2 separate regions of the Canis lupus genome follow, and region 1 is linked to region 2. A link is a contact called in public Hi-C data. All regions are on one chromosome and are shown on one strand. Each heading gives the region's core, a stretch centred on a gene start, on an enhancer-like site or on the middle of the called end of the contact. The rest is flanking DNA. Distances are from core to core; before and after follow the strand shown.

What was found. A called contact is a pair of places that touch in the nucleus more often than the background predicts.
Region 1: a Hi-C map of liver shows a contact between it and region 2, with 2.6 times the contacts expected there. The contact joins two enhancer-like sites. A contact is called at or near these places in 4 of 9 Hi-C or Micro-C datasets (amygdala, blood, liver and 1 more).

Annotation. Positions count from the first base shown.
Region 1 is chr6:54,866,828-54,872,718 of UU_Cfam_GSD_1.0, forward strand. All of the region lies in intron 1 of CNN3 (calponin-3), which reads left to right. It overlaps SLC44A3 (choline transporter-like protein 3), which reads right to left. Exons shown (of 16, transcript XR_005361189.1): 16 at 4,648-5,002. Among named protein-coding and RNA genes, the nearest start is that of CNN3, 7.1 kb to the left of the region's middle. Within about 2 kb of position 3,079, at least 7 of the 20 cell types and tissues checked have an H3K27ac peak or open chromatin away from gene starts, as enhancers often do.
Region 2 is chr6:54,740,249-54,746,220 of UU_Cfam_GSD_1.0, forward strand. All of the region lies in intron 3 of ALG14 (UDP-N-acetylglucosamine transferase subunit ALG14 homolog), which reads left to right. Among named protein-coding and RNA genes, the nearest start is that of ALG14, 22 kb to the left of the region's middle. Within about 2 kb of position 1,948, at least 6 of the 20 cell types and tissues checked have an H3K27ac peak or open chromatin away from gene starts, as enhancers often do.

The DNA.
Region 1 (5,891 bases), core at 1,829-4,328, 130 kb after region 2:
GTTGCTAAAGCTCTTTCTTAGACTCCCAAATTAGGGAGGAACAATAGAAGTCCCCTCTGTAAGACTCTGTGGGATGCCTGAATCTCCCAAAGACTACCTACGGAGTGGTAATTGAGCAGACCTGGGTCAGACGTGCCCTTGTGCTTTACCTGACTTTTTTCCCCCCCTCTGTCTTGACCAAAACAGTTAAAATACATGTGTTACCTTGATAAAGGGGTACTATGCTTTCCTCTTTAAAATGCTGGGACTTCTTTACTCTGGAATTTTAGTGAAGATCATTATCAAGCTCACTATCCGGTGACCTACAGCTTTTTTTTTTTTTTTTTTTTGAAGATTTACTTATTTATTTTTGGGATAGAGAGAGAGCATTTGGCAGAGGGACAGAGAGGGGGGCGGAATTTCAAGTAGACTCCCTGCTGAGTGCAGAGCCATCCCATGGCTGGGTCTCACAACTCTGAGATCATGACCTGAGCCGAAACCAAAGTCAGATGCCCACTGACTGCGCCACCCAGGTGCCCTAACCCTCAGCTTTTTTACACTCTTTCCTTTGTGGAAATTGTACTGTTTGTCTGCCTCTGTCCACTCTTTTAGATTTCAAGGATAAGCCTGATGGTGCTCCTGGCTGGCTTAGTCGGTAGAGCATGTGACTCTCGGGGTCGTGCGCTGGAGCCCCCTTGGGTGTAGAGCTTGCTTAAAAAAATAAGCTTGATGAGGAAGACTGTGCTGCTACGGTCATTCACCAGAGGCGCATCCTTTCTCCCCGTACCATTTCCCTTCCAGGTTGGGATTGTGGGGGTTAGTGAGTGTTTTCACTTAAAAGTGTATTGTGAACCATGATGCTTATTATCTGTGACATTTAAAAAAATGAAGCACCATTGGATGGTTTTGGTTTTTCAGCCAGTTACCGTTATACGCAGGAGAATGAGAAGATGCTTTGCTCACCTTCTCAGTATGACTAGGAGATGGGAGGGGGCCCCTGTCATTAGAGTTTTTTTGGCAAGTTTCACTTTATTCTAGGCATCAGACTCCTACTGCATATATTCCACATGCATTGGTTCTTCTTAACTCTAAATTCCTAGCCACAGAGAGCTCTTAGCTGATACTCGTATGTACCTGTGCTCATGTTTTTGTTGAGGATTCCTTGAGCCCAGAGTAGATCCTGGTTGTTTGGGGGTCCTGACGCATAGGCAGTTTGGGAAGGAAGAGGAGATGTCAATCATTCTACAAAATACAAGAATACCTTGCAAATTTTATGAAAACAGATGACCATGGGAATCCTTGTGGACTTAGATACCTATTAATCGTCTCCTTAAAGTAGAGAAAGTAGAACCTAGTGGCTACGAACGTGGACTGTGGGGACTGTCTGGGTTGGAATCTTGGTTCTGCCTCTTACTCAGTGACTTTGGGCAAGTACCTGTGTCTCATCTGTAAAATAAGGATGTGGAAATACCTACCTTTATAGGGCTGTTGGGAAAAATAAGTAAGGTAGACAATCCACGTCAAGTGTGTAGAATCATGCCTAGAACCCAAAGTGCCCATTATGTAAATGTTAGCCATTTTTTTCACTTTGCTGGCTGGTTCCCTGGCTGGTTCTCCGCCGGTTAGGCTCAGTCCTGTGTTTGGAGTTTCTCTTACCTTCTAGATATTGAGATTATCTCCAGGACTTGGACACTCATTGGGGAATCTGTATCTGAATGAGACTTCTGGCAGATAGGGGACCAAGATGCCAAGCGGTCTCTCTGGATTTCGCTGCTGTGTCAGGAATAGGACCTGCCCCTGGAGTCCTTATTCAAGACTCCTGCCCCTGGTGGCCTGCGCCTCCTCGGTGAAATCCCGGGGCCTCTAACCCTGATCTCATTCTGTCCACATTGCCCTCAGAGCCAGGGACTTCTGTGTGGAGCTAGGGGCTTCGCTTTCTGCCCATGTTACTATTTGGCTTTTTCTTCCTTAGAGATTGATTTTTGTGGAGATCAGAAAGCTCTTTCATTGCTTGGTTTCAGATCAGCCTCCTGTTTCTCCACAGGGGACTGACAAACATATCTACCTCTTCGTGTTTCTTTTCTTTCTTTTTTTTTTTTTAAGATTTTATTTTATTTTATTTTTTTAAGATTTTTATTTATTAATGAGACACAGGCAGAGGGAGAAGCAGGCTCCATGCAGGGAGCCCGACGTGGGACTCGATCCCAGGTGTCCAGGATCAGGCCCTGGGCTGAAGGCGGCGCTAAACCACTGAACCTGGGCCGCCCAAGATTTTATTTTTTTTAAGTCATCTGTACACCCAGCGTGGGGCTGGAACTCCCAGCGCTGAGGCTGAGGGCCACAGCTCCCGACTGAGGCAGCGGGCCCACCTGCCTCTGGGAGTAGATCTTGGCCGAGCTGGAGGACTTCAGTTTTGAATGGTCCTGTGCAGGCTCCACCTAGACCTGTGAAGTGAGAGCAGGAGCTCAGATGGCGTAGGCCTAGTTTTCCTCCGTGAGGCAGGGAGGGAACTTCTTCACCCTCTTCCTTCCGATGGGAAGCCTCGGGGTGAGCGCCACCCCAGTCCGCAGCGGGCAGGCCAGGGACGTGGAGGCAGGAGTGCAGAAAAAAGAGGAGGCCCTGGGGCTTGCAGGGACTCTTCTGGGCGGGACGTAACCTAAGCATCCCTGGCCATTTTCTGGTCCTCCCTCACAAGTCTCCAGGGGATCCTAGTTGTGGGGCGGCTCGACAGAGCAGCCTGGGATTTCATGGTTGTTTCTGTCCCCTGCCCGAATGTTTGGACCCAGGCCTGTCCTCATTGTCCCAAGCCCCTCAGCCTGCTTATTAGTAGTGCACGAGGCTCTGCACACGGGGAGGGGGAGAGAGGGAGGGAGAGAGCGAGCGAGCTCATGTGCTCCCTTAGAACAGTTTTCTGTCCCTCCTTTTGTTTCACATGGGAGGAAATAGGAGAGAAAATAATCAATACCATGTGTAGTCCGTCTCTCCTAATTCAAACATGTGATTCGACTTGGAATGCAAAAATAGCCAGAGCAATCATAGCTCCAGTCGAGGATAGAAACTGCACTTAGGTTAACCGTCGCATTGTGAGCTGGTCAGCGTCCTTGGCCCTCAGCGGCGAAGCTGGAGCTCCGGGGCCTTTCTCTAGGGTTCACAGACGGCCGCCCCCCGCCCCTGAATGGGCCCATTCTCTGCTCTGAGGACTGGAGGGCATTTGTCTCTACTTTTTCCTTCCCCTTCTTGAGGGACCTGTATGTTGTCTGAATCCCTCAGCCCCACCTGATCTCGGCCACACACACGCACAGGCGTGAGCTTTGCCAGCCAGGCTTTCATTTTGAATTTTCTTCCTCTCTGGGCTTGATTTTTTTTTTTTAATATTTTTCTTTTTTTCCTCTTTTCAGTGACTGCTCCACTGTTGACACCCCTTCCAGCGTTCCGTCTTACCGCACCTTCTAAAACACGCGTGTCGTAGGAGGCTCTTTTTATAGGGGCCAGTGGAGGAGTTAAAGTGTTTTTCGTCTGAGACATCCCTGCCAACTATCCTATGAACTTTTGAACCATACCGGCAACGCCCTTTGGGACTGCAGATTCCCCATGGGCTGCTTTGAATCAATGTTTTCTCGAACTCTGCAGCATATTCATGGTGCATCAGTCTGATACGGTGATGGTGGTAGAAGTGGCTTTAGGATGCACTTTTCTCCACGAATTGAAAGGACTTTATTTGAAGCCACAGTCTAAGGCTGCTGGCTAATCGTCCCCTAGCAGCACCGCAGCTCCCGGGCCGCAGGATAGTAGAGGAGTGCCAGTATCCTGTATCCCTGACCCCTACCCAACCACTTGGGCGACTTCAAATATCATTCGACCATTTTAGACCTGAATTAGAGTCTGTGGTATGGATCCTTGTTGTTCACTCACGTAGAAAAGTGCACAACTTTTGAGCTTAACATTTACAAGTGTTCTAGGTAGTACCAAATGGCCCCCTAAAAAAATCCATTTATACTTCCCACCAAAGTTATGAAAGGGAAGGTGGCTTCCCTCTTGATGCTAAAAAGAAAACAACAAAACTATATCAGAGCGGCCTTGTCAAAATCCAGGTCACTTGCTTTAGTTCATTATTATCAAGTCACGAGTCACTGACATTTGTAACTCCTACTCTCTCTACCACCCCACCACTCAGGTGACAGTTGGCAACAGAGTGAAGTAGGGGCATCTCTTTTACAGATTATTTGACAAGGAGGAGGGTTTTTTTTTTTTTTTTTTTAAGATTAAATTTATCCATTTGAGAAGAGAGCATGAGGGGACGAGGAGAGGGAGAAGCAGTCTCCCCACTGAGCAGGGAGCCCAGTGTGGGGCTCGATCCCAGCACCCCAGGATCATGACCTGAGCTGAAGGCAGATGCTTAACCAGCTGAGCCACCCAGGTGCCCCAGATAATAAGTAGTTTTTAAAATAGAAAGCCTAGGCAGCATCTTAATGATTTTTTAGCAAAATGGCTATCTAATAATATCAAGTAATTGTTCTGTATAATATATTGAATTTAACGGAGGAAATCTTTTTGATACCCAGACGAGAATGACCAGCAAAGCACAGATAGAAGGATAAGGGTTGACATTTATTGATTTCTTCATGGTTTACATGAACTAAGTCATTGATTCTTTCCAGCAACTCTCTGGTGGAAGTGCTGTTAATGATTCCTGGTTTACAGGTGAGGAAACTGAGGCACAGTGCAGCTGGGACTCCAACTCGAGCATTCAGCTTGCTGAGCCCATGCTCTTCAGTGTTTTAATTAGAAGCCAGAACTCAGGGAGAATTGGCAGCTCTCAAAGGGAAGAGGAGAAGGCAGGCCAGAGAGGGAAGCTCGGGGATGATGTCCTTTACCAAGAATGAAGCCACAGGAAGAGGGGTGGAGGGGCTTTCTGGAGTGCTGCAGAAACACGCCACTGGATTTGGCTCCTGAGCAGTCGCTGGTGACCTTTTGAGAGATCGTCTCCGGTAGAGCAAATTTCCAGAGGCATTAGGAAGAAGCACTAAATGGAGAGGTTGGTCATGAAATGAAAGAGAAACAGGACAGTGTTTGAAGCTGGCAGTTTTAGTCAAAGATGTGCCTGTTGGGGGCACCTGGCTGGCTCAGTCGGAAGAGCGTACAACCCTTGATCTTGGGGTCATGAGTTCGAGCTCCACGTCGGGTACAGAGACTATTTAAATGTTTACATATATATATATGTATATATATATATATGGCCTCGGCTGCCCAGGACGCCCAGCTGGGCCCGTGTGCGGCCTGTGCCCGGCCGTCGTCTGCGAGCCTGCGGGCCACAGGGCCGGCTCTGGGGGGCGCAGGCCTGGCGGGAAGGGATTTCTTTCTCCCTGCCCTCAGGCTGCCTCACACCCAGCTCGGCTGGGCCTTCCTCTGTTGGCCGCAGGTGGCGGGGGCTGTGTGACCTTGTCATGGCCCCCACCCCCACCCCCCCCCACCCCCCGCCCGGCCGCGAGGGTCAGGACTGCAGAAGGAAACCACGTTCAAGTTTTGCCTTTTTTTTTTTTTTTTTTTTTTTTTTAGGAACTCTGTCAACCTTGTGACTATTTCCTTTTTTGTTTCAGTGTTTAGGAAGCTTGGACCCTAGTGTGTAACTGTCCTGTGCCTGGTGGCAGTTGTGTAGGACTCGGTGACATGAGGTGCTTGAACCTTACTTTGGACTCACTTTGTCTTCACGCTCCCCACTAAAGTAGACCAAAACCCTTTCTAGATAGTTAGGGTCTCAACAAGTTGAGTGTCCTTCTACCTTCATATGTGATCTCATTGTAAATTATAAAATTTTTAAAAAGAGGAAATGTAGGGACATCTGGGTGGCTCCGCAGTTGAGCATCTGCCTTCGGCTCAGGGTGTGATCCCGGGGTCCTGGGATCAAGTCCCGC
Region 2 (5,972 bases), core at 698-3,197:
AGTCCGGGTGGCTTGGGCAGCCCAGGTGGCTCAGTGGTTTAGCACCGCCTTCAGCCTAGGGCCTGATCCTGGAGACCCGGAATCGAGTCCCACATCGGGCTCCCTGCATGGGTCCTGCTTCTCCCTCTACCTGTCTCTCCCTCTCTCTCTCTCTTTCTGTGTGTCTCATGAATAAATAAATAAAGTAAATATAGTAAACATATTAAAGAGTATAAATATCATGTGGGGTAGAGACATATAATAGATATCCCAAACAATTGTTCTGGTCACTAAATAAAACTTCCTGTGCCCTCTATTCGTATCCATAGACATTAAATAGGACCCATATATGTGGGGGTTTTTTTTGTTTTTTGTTTTTTGTTTTTTTATATATGTGGGTTTTGAGCCTCATGCCGGGTGTAGAGATTACTTAAAAATAAAATCTTTTTTAAAAAGAAAAGATTTTCAGTTTTCCCAAATTTATAATGCAATAGTAGTCAGAATTCTAATGATTTCCCTTTTTTTTGTTTTTTGTTTGTTTGTTTGTTTTTTTACCTTTCTTTATTCAATACTATGTTTGCTTTCCATTGGCCAGGCATGGTTAGTGTCAGCATCCTCAGCCCCTGTCGCTGTCATTGCCCCCTGCGTCCACCCGGTGGCAGCGCACTGCGCCGTAGCTCCCTATTCCCTCTCCCGGAGTGAGCCGCTAGGGCGGAGATTGCCAGGGTGTGTTACAGCCTAATCCCGCATGGGGAAAATGAGGAGAGGCTGGCTCGTTTCTTTTTTAGAAACATCATATATCCTTGCTAAGGATGATTTTCCTCTCCTGAGTTGAAAAGGCTTTTAGAGCAATCTTTCCACGTTGGAGAGTATTTTTATCTGAGGATTTGATCCACCATGCACCTTGCTGAGGTTGCAGTACTGGCATCTGTTTTATGAGCTCTTCTTGTATGAGATAGGTAGAGCAACTCCTGGAAGCTGTGCTGTCCCCAAAGTGAAATCCTTCTTGAAAATCAAAAGTGAATATTTGATTAATTTCTGTGTGCAAAATTTGGACCAAGTTTTATGAGGAACACAGATAAGGAAAGGAAGTGCCCTTTTGCCTCAAGAAATTGATACCTGTGGCTCAGCAGTTGAGCGTCTGTCTGCCTTTGGCCCAGGGTGTGATCCCGGGGTTCTGGGATCGAGTACCACATTGGGTTCCCCACAAGGAGCCTGCTTCTCCCTCTGCCTGTGTCTCTGCCTCTCCCCCTGTGTCCCTCATGAATAAATAAAAATCTTTTTTAAAAAAATTTGGGGTGCAGTTGGAGAGGCATAAGCACAAATACTGGAAGTCTTAAGAATTAATAAAAGTGTCACTGGGCAGTGCTACCTCTGGAGCCTAGAGTACAAATTGGTTGAAGCCTGCCTACGGACTAGTTAGGCTCCCAGGCCGTCTACCCTATCCTGGCAGAAAAGCCATCACTTACTACTGGAGAGGTTGAACTAAATAAAAAGGTGGAACACCAAACCAAATTGTAGATGGGGTAAGACAGTGCCTTGTGAACAGTGAGCTTAAGGGGAGTGTATACTTACTCCTGGTGCCCCCAATATGTATCACTCAGGTCTCCTATCCAGTCAGTTCCCAGAATGCTACATTTATTTCACCCAGGCAGGAGACTGAAGATTAGCTTCAGGGAAACTGGTTTGGTCAAGAGAATAGAACTATAGATTCTGACACTTGGGATTTCCCCCAGTGAGATGGCCAAATGGACCACTTGTATCCTCCCCTTAACAAGCCCCACCCAGGACACAGGGCTTCCAGTCTGCCTTTTAATGCCTCCTTCCTTGATAGGAACTAGGGTTTCTCAGCCTCAGTGCTATTGACATTTGGGGTCAGGGAAGTTGTGTGGGGAGGCTGTCCCCTTGTTGAGCAGCAACCTGGGCCTCCACCACTAGATGCCAGTAGCACTCCTCCTTTCCCCAGCCCTCATCGGAACTGTCGCCAGACCTTGCTGAATGTCCCTGGGGAGAAACCCATCCACCTCTTGAGTCACTGGCTTGAACTGGCATCCACAGATTCAGACACTGGAGGGAAGCCTCAAGCATAAGGAAAAGCAAAACTAACTGGGGAAGGAACTTTGAGAAGTAATCAGAGGAAAGAGCAAATCAAAGGGGGTGGGGTGGAGACCTTAAAGGAACAGTTTCTTCAGGGAAGTGAAAGTACATTGTAGCTTTGGTTTTATAAGATTTTAGATATTTATTGGGAAGAGAGAGAGAGCACAGACAAGCGGGGTCGGGGTAGGGGAGGGAGAAGCAGACTGGGGCCTCCACTCAGGGCTCAACCCCGAGACCCTGAGATCAGGACCTGAGCCAAAGTCTGACTCTTAACTACCTGAGGCACTTGGGCGCCCCAGGATCAGGACATTATATCTTTAAAGAATGATATCATTAAAAAACAAACAAACAAACAAACAACCAGCTCTTAGAACTAGAAAGACCCTTGGCTATTAAAATTTTGATTGTAGGAATAAAAATCAAAATATTCAAAGATCATCCTGAAGAATTCTGATATAAAGCGGAACAAAAAGGTAAAACCAATAGAGAAAAGATTAAAAAATTAGATAAACTGGATGTTGGAGGACTACTCTCCAGAAAAAGCAAGAACACAGGGCAAAGCTTTAATTAAAAAAAAAAAAAAAAAAAAAAGATCACCCAAGAAAAATTCCTATAAGTGAAAGGATATCTTCAAACTAAAAGACTGTCCCCAGCCCAATTAAATTGTCTCACAAGATATATCATCATGCAACTTCAGAACTGGTGATACAGGGCAGCCCAGCTGGCTCTGGTTTAGTGCCGCCTTCAGCCCAGGGCCTAATCCTGGAGTCCCAGGATCAAGTCCCACATCGGGCTCCCTGCATGGAGCCTGCTTCTCCCTCTGCCAGTGTCTCTGCCTCTCTCTCTCTCTCTCTCTCTCTCTCTCTGTCTCTCATGAAAAAATAAAATTAAAAAAAAAAAAGAACTGGTGATATAGAGGTGATGCAGAGGATAGCCAAAAATTTCCAAAAAGAAAAAAGAGAAGAGTCACAGTGGAGCCCAAGACCACCATGTACAGTAGACCTAGAGAGCAACTGTTCGGGAGTGGCACCAGGGAACAGAGAGAGAACTCCAGAAGGGATGGAGCAAAAAAGTAGTGGTGATGGTGAGTACTACCACAGTTGTTTGACCAGAGTTTCATAGGGAACTTCAGAACTCTGTGTGTGTGTACATACATAAATATATACATAGAGCTTTGATTTAAAAAAAAAAAGATAAATGCTTTGAATGCAGGGGAAGGAGGGATCTCAGGGCTAGAGTGTTGGGATGGAGGGGAGGTGGCTTCTCTGAAAGGTAGAGGAAGATGAAGAGGGGAGGATGGTGTGGGGGAAAGTGCTGGGCACAATCAGGCAAATGTAGAGCATTTTTGAGCCAAGACAGGAGATTGGGAAAGAAGTTGGTTAAATTATAAGAAATTACTTCAATTTTAGAAACTTGAGATCTCATCTTAGAATGTCCATTACAGAAAGGATCTAAGTGATCCAGGATTTTTTTTTAATTTTTTTTTAAAATTTATGATAGTCACACAGAGAGAGAGAGAGAGAGAGAGAGAGAGAGGCAGAGACATAGGCAGAGGGAGAAGCAGGCTCCATGCACTGGGAGCCCGATGTGGGATTCGATCCCGGGTCTCCAGGATCGCGCCCTGGGCCAAAGGCAGGCGCCAAACCGCTGTGCCACCCAGGGATCCCCAGGATTTTTTTAAAAAAATGATGCAGAGGGTAGAGGGATCCTCTCTAAGTTGTGAGTAATAGTTGGTTTTTGCTTTTGTCTTTGGACATTTTTCTATATTTTATAAGGTTACAATTAGAAAACAATGAAAGTTATGTTTTAGAAACAAACTAAGAAGAGATAAAAGCCCAGTGGAAATATTAACCTATTGATATGAAAACATTTATTTTCTAAACCCAAATAGGTATCAGAAGCATGAATCTTTTGGGACAGGTATCTTTACCTTTTTGGAGGCACGTTAGTTTTCTGTGACTTTAATAAACAGATCTTTTCATTTGTATCCCTTATTCCGTACATGCATATAAATCAGTGGCAGTTTGGTGGTTACAGGACTGATCAGTTAGGACCTCTGAAGTTAACATGGTTTGCTTGCATTCACAGCACCTACTGTTTTCCACAAGGTGGGGTGCTAACTTCACACAGTAGACTGAGTCTGCTGTAACTTTCAGAAACTTCTAACTCTAATGCATGTGCTAACTCTTTTTCATAATTCCTAAGCAATTCTAAGAGAAATAATGTTTGGAAGTTATACAGTTGCAACTGTGGCGTTTCACTTCATTTGTAAATTAGGTTAGACTCGTGATTTACATTTTTGAGCGTGACTAACCTATATAGGCACTTTTCCTCTTTATGGTGGACCTTGGCTGTATTTAATTACAAGCATAGATAAAGAATACCTTTAATTTGGTGAAGGCCATTTTAAATAAGTGAATACACGAATAAGGAAATGTTTGTAGTCTATTGCAAATAGAGATCCTGATGTGGCTATCTCAGTGAATAAAAGATTATTTTCAAAACACTGTATCAGATAGATGTACTTATGGTTCCGAAGTATTTTAAATTGCTTAATCTTATAGATTCCTTCCTAAATCTTAATTAGCCCATCCTCCCTTTCTACAACAAAAGCACATCAACTTAAACTTCCTGAATCAGATTCTGAATTGATGGAAGACTTGAAGAAAGTATGAATAACAACATACTGCAGTTGTGTCAGCCTTCTGGTAATCTGTCCAGTTTCCCTATGCCAGTTAAATTTGTGTGAAAATCTTACGACATGCAGAGCCAGTAGCAGTTTAGTATATGATGCTTCTATTTCTCCATTTTGAAGCAAAATAAAAACATTCTAATAGCAAGTATTTAAATGTAAACATTTATACAAAGTAGCATACTTTCCCTTTGTCCTTTTGCCACGGTAGAGGTTCTTTGGTCCCTTTAAACCATTAGGCTCCAGGAAATAATTGTGGAGCTGGTAGTTAGAATCATGGCAGGCACAATATAATTCTAAGCCATACAAGTAGTGAGGCTGACCATTGTACTTGCAGTTTCAGGATTGACCAAAGAGCTGAGCATAGGAAGGAAGTGAAGGTGATGAGTGCAGAGGGATGTTCACTTGTCCTTCGAGGACATGATAGATGCTCGATTCGTAACAGCTGATGAGGAAGTGCCATGAAGTGACCTATGGGTGAAGAAGTCATAGGGCATGATTGAGTCCTGCTGATAACCAGCTCTGCTCACTTGGGCGAGTTAGCCTCTCTGGACCTCATTCTTTTTCTATGAAGCAGAGGCCTGGCTGAGATCTCAAGGGATCCTCAAAAAGCCACTGTGATCACCACAACTAGCTCTCAAGTCTGACTTATCAAAGACAAATGGAGCTCTGCTCCAGGCCATGCCACTCTAGGACCCACTGGTGCCTGCCTAGAATCTTCATTTCTGAACACTGCCTTTTCCTAGATTCCTAGGCTGTCTTGCTCTATCTACCCACTTGCCAGGTCCACCCATTGCCCTGGTGTTAAGTACAAGCCCCTGTCTGCCCCATTTCAACCTAAAACGTGCCTATAACATCTCTTAACATTGATATACTTCGTACTTAGTGTTTTACTGACTCATAAAATTATGATCAAAAGCAGACTCTGATCAATAATGATGTGCTCTTGATCTGTTTCCCCTTTCACCGTTCAACCCACCTAAAAACCTAAGAATCACCCCAAATCCTCCAGCCTCCAAAAGTCCCTCCTTCCCACCATTTGCTCTCTCCATTCCTTCATCACAAGGCCACAAGCATCCTTTAGGCCCTGGACATCATTCTCCTGATATATTTCAGGGATCTGCTAAATGAATTTTCCTTGTCTGGGTGAGCCCCACCACTTCTGTTCATTCTCTCCCTAACTGCCAGAGTGGTAGTTCCTGAA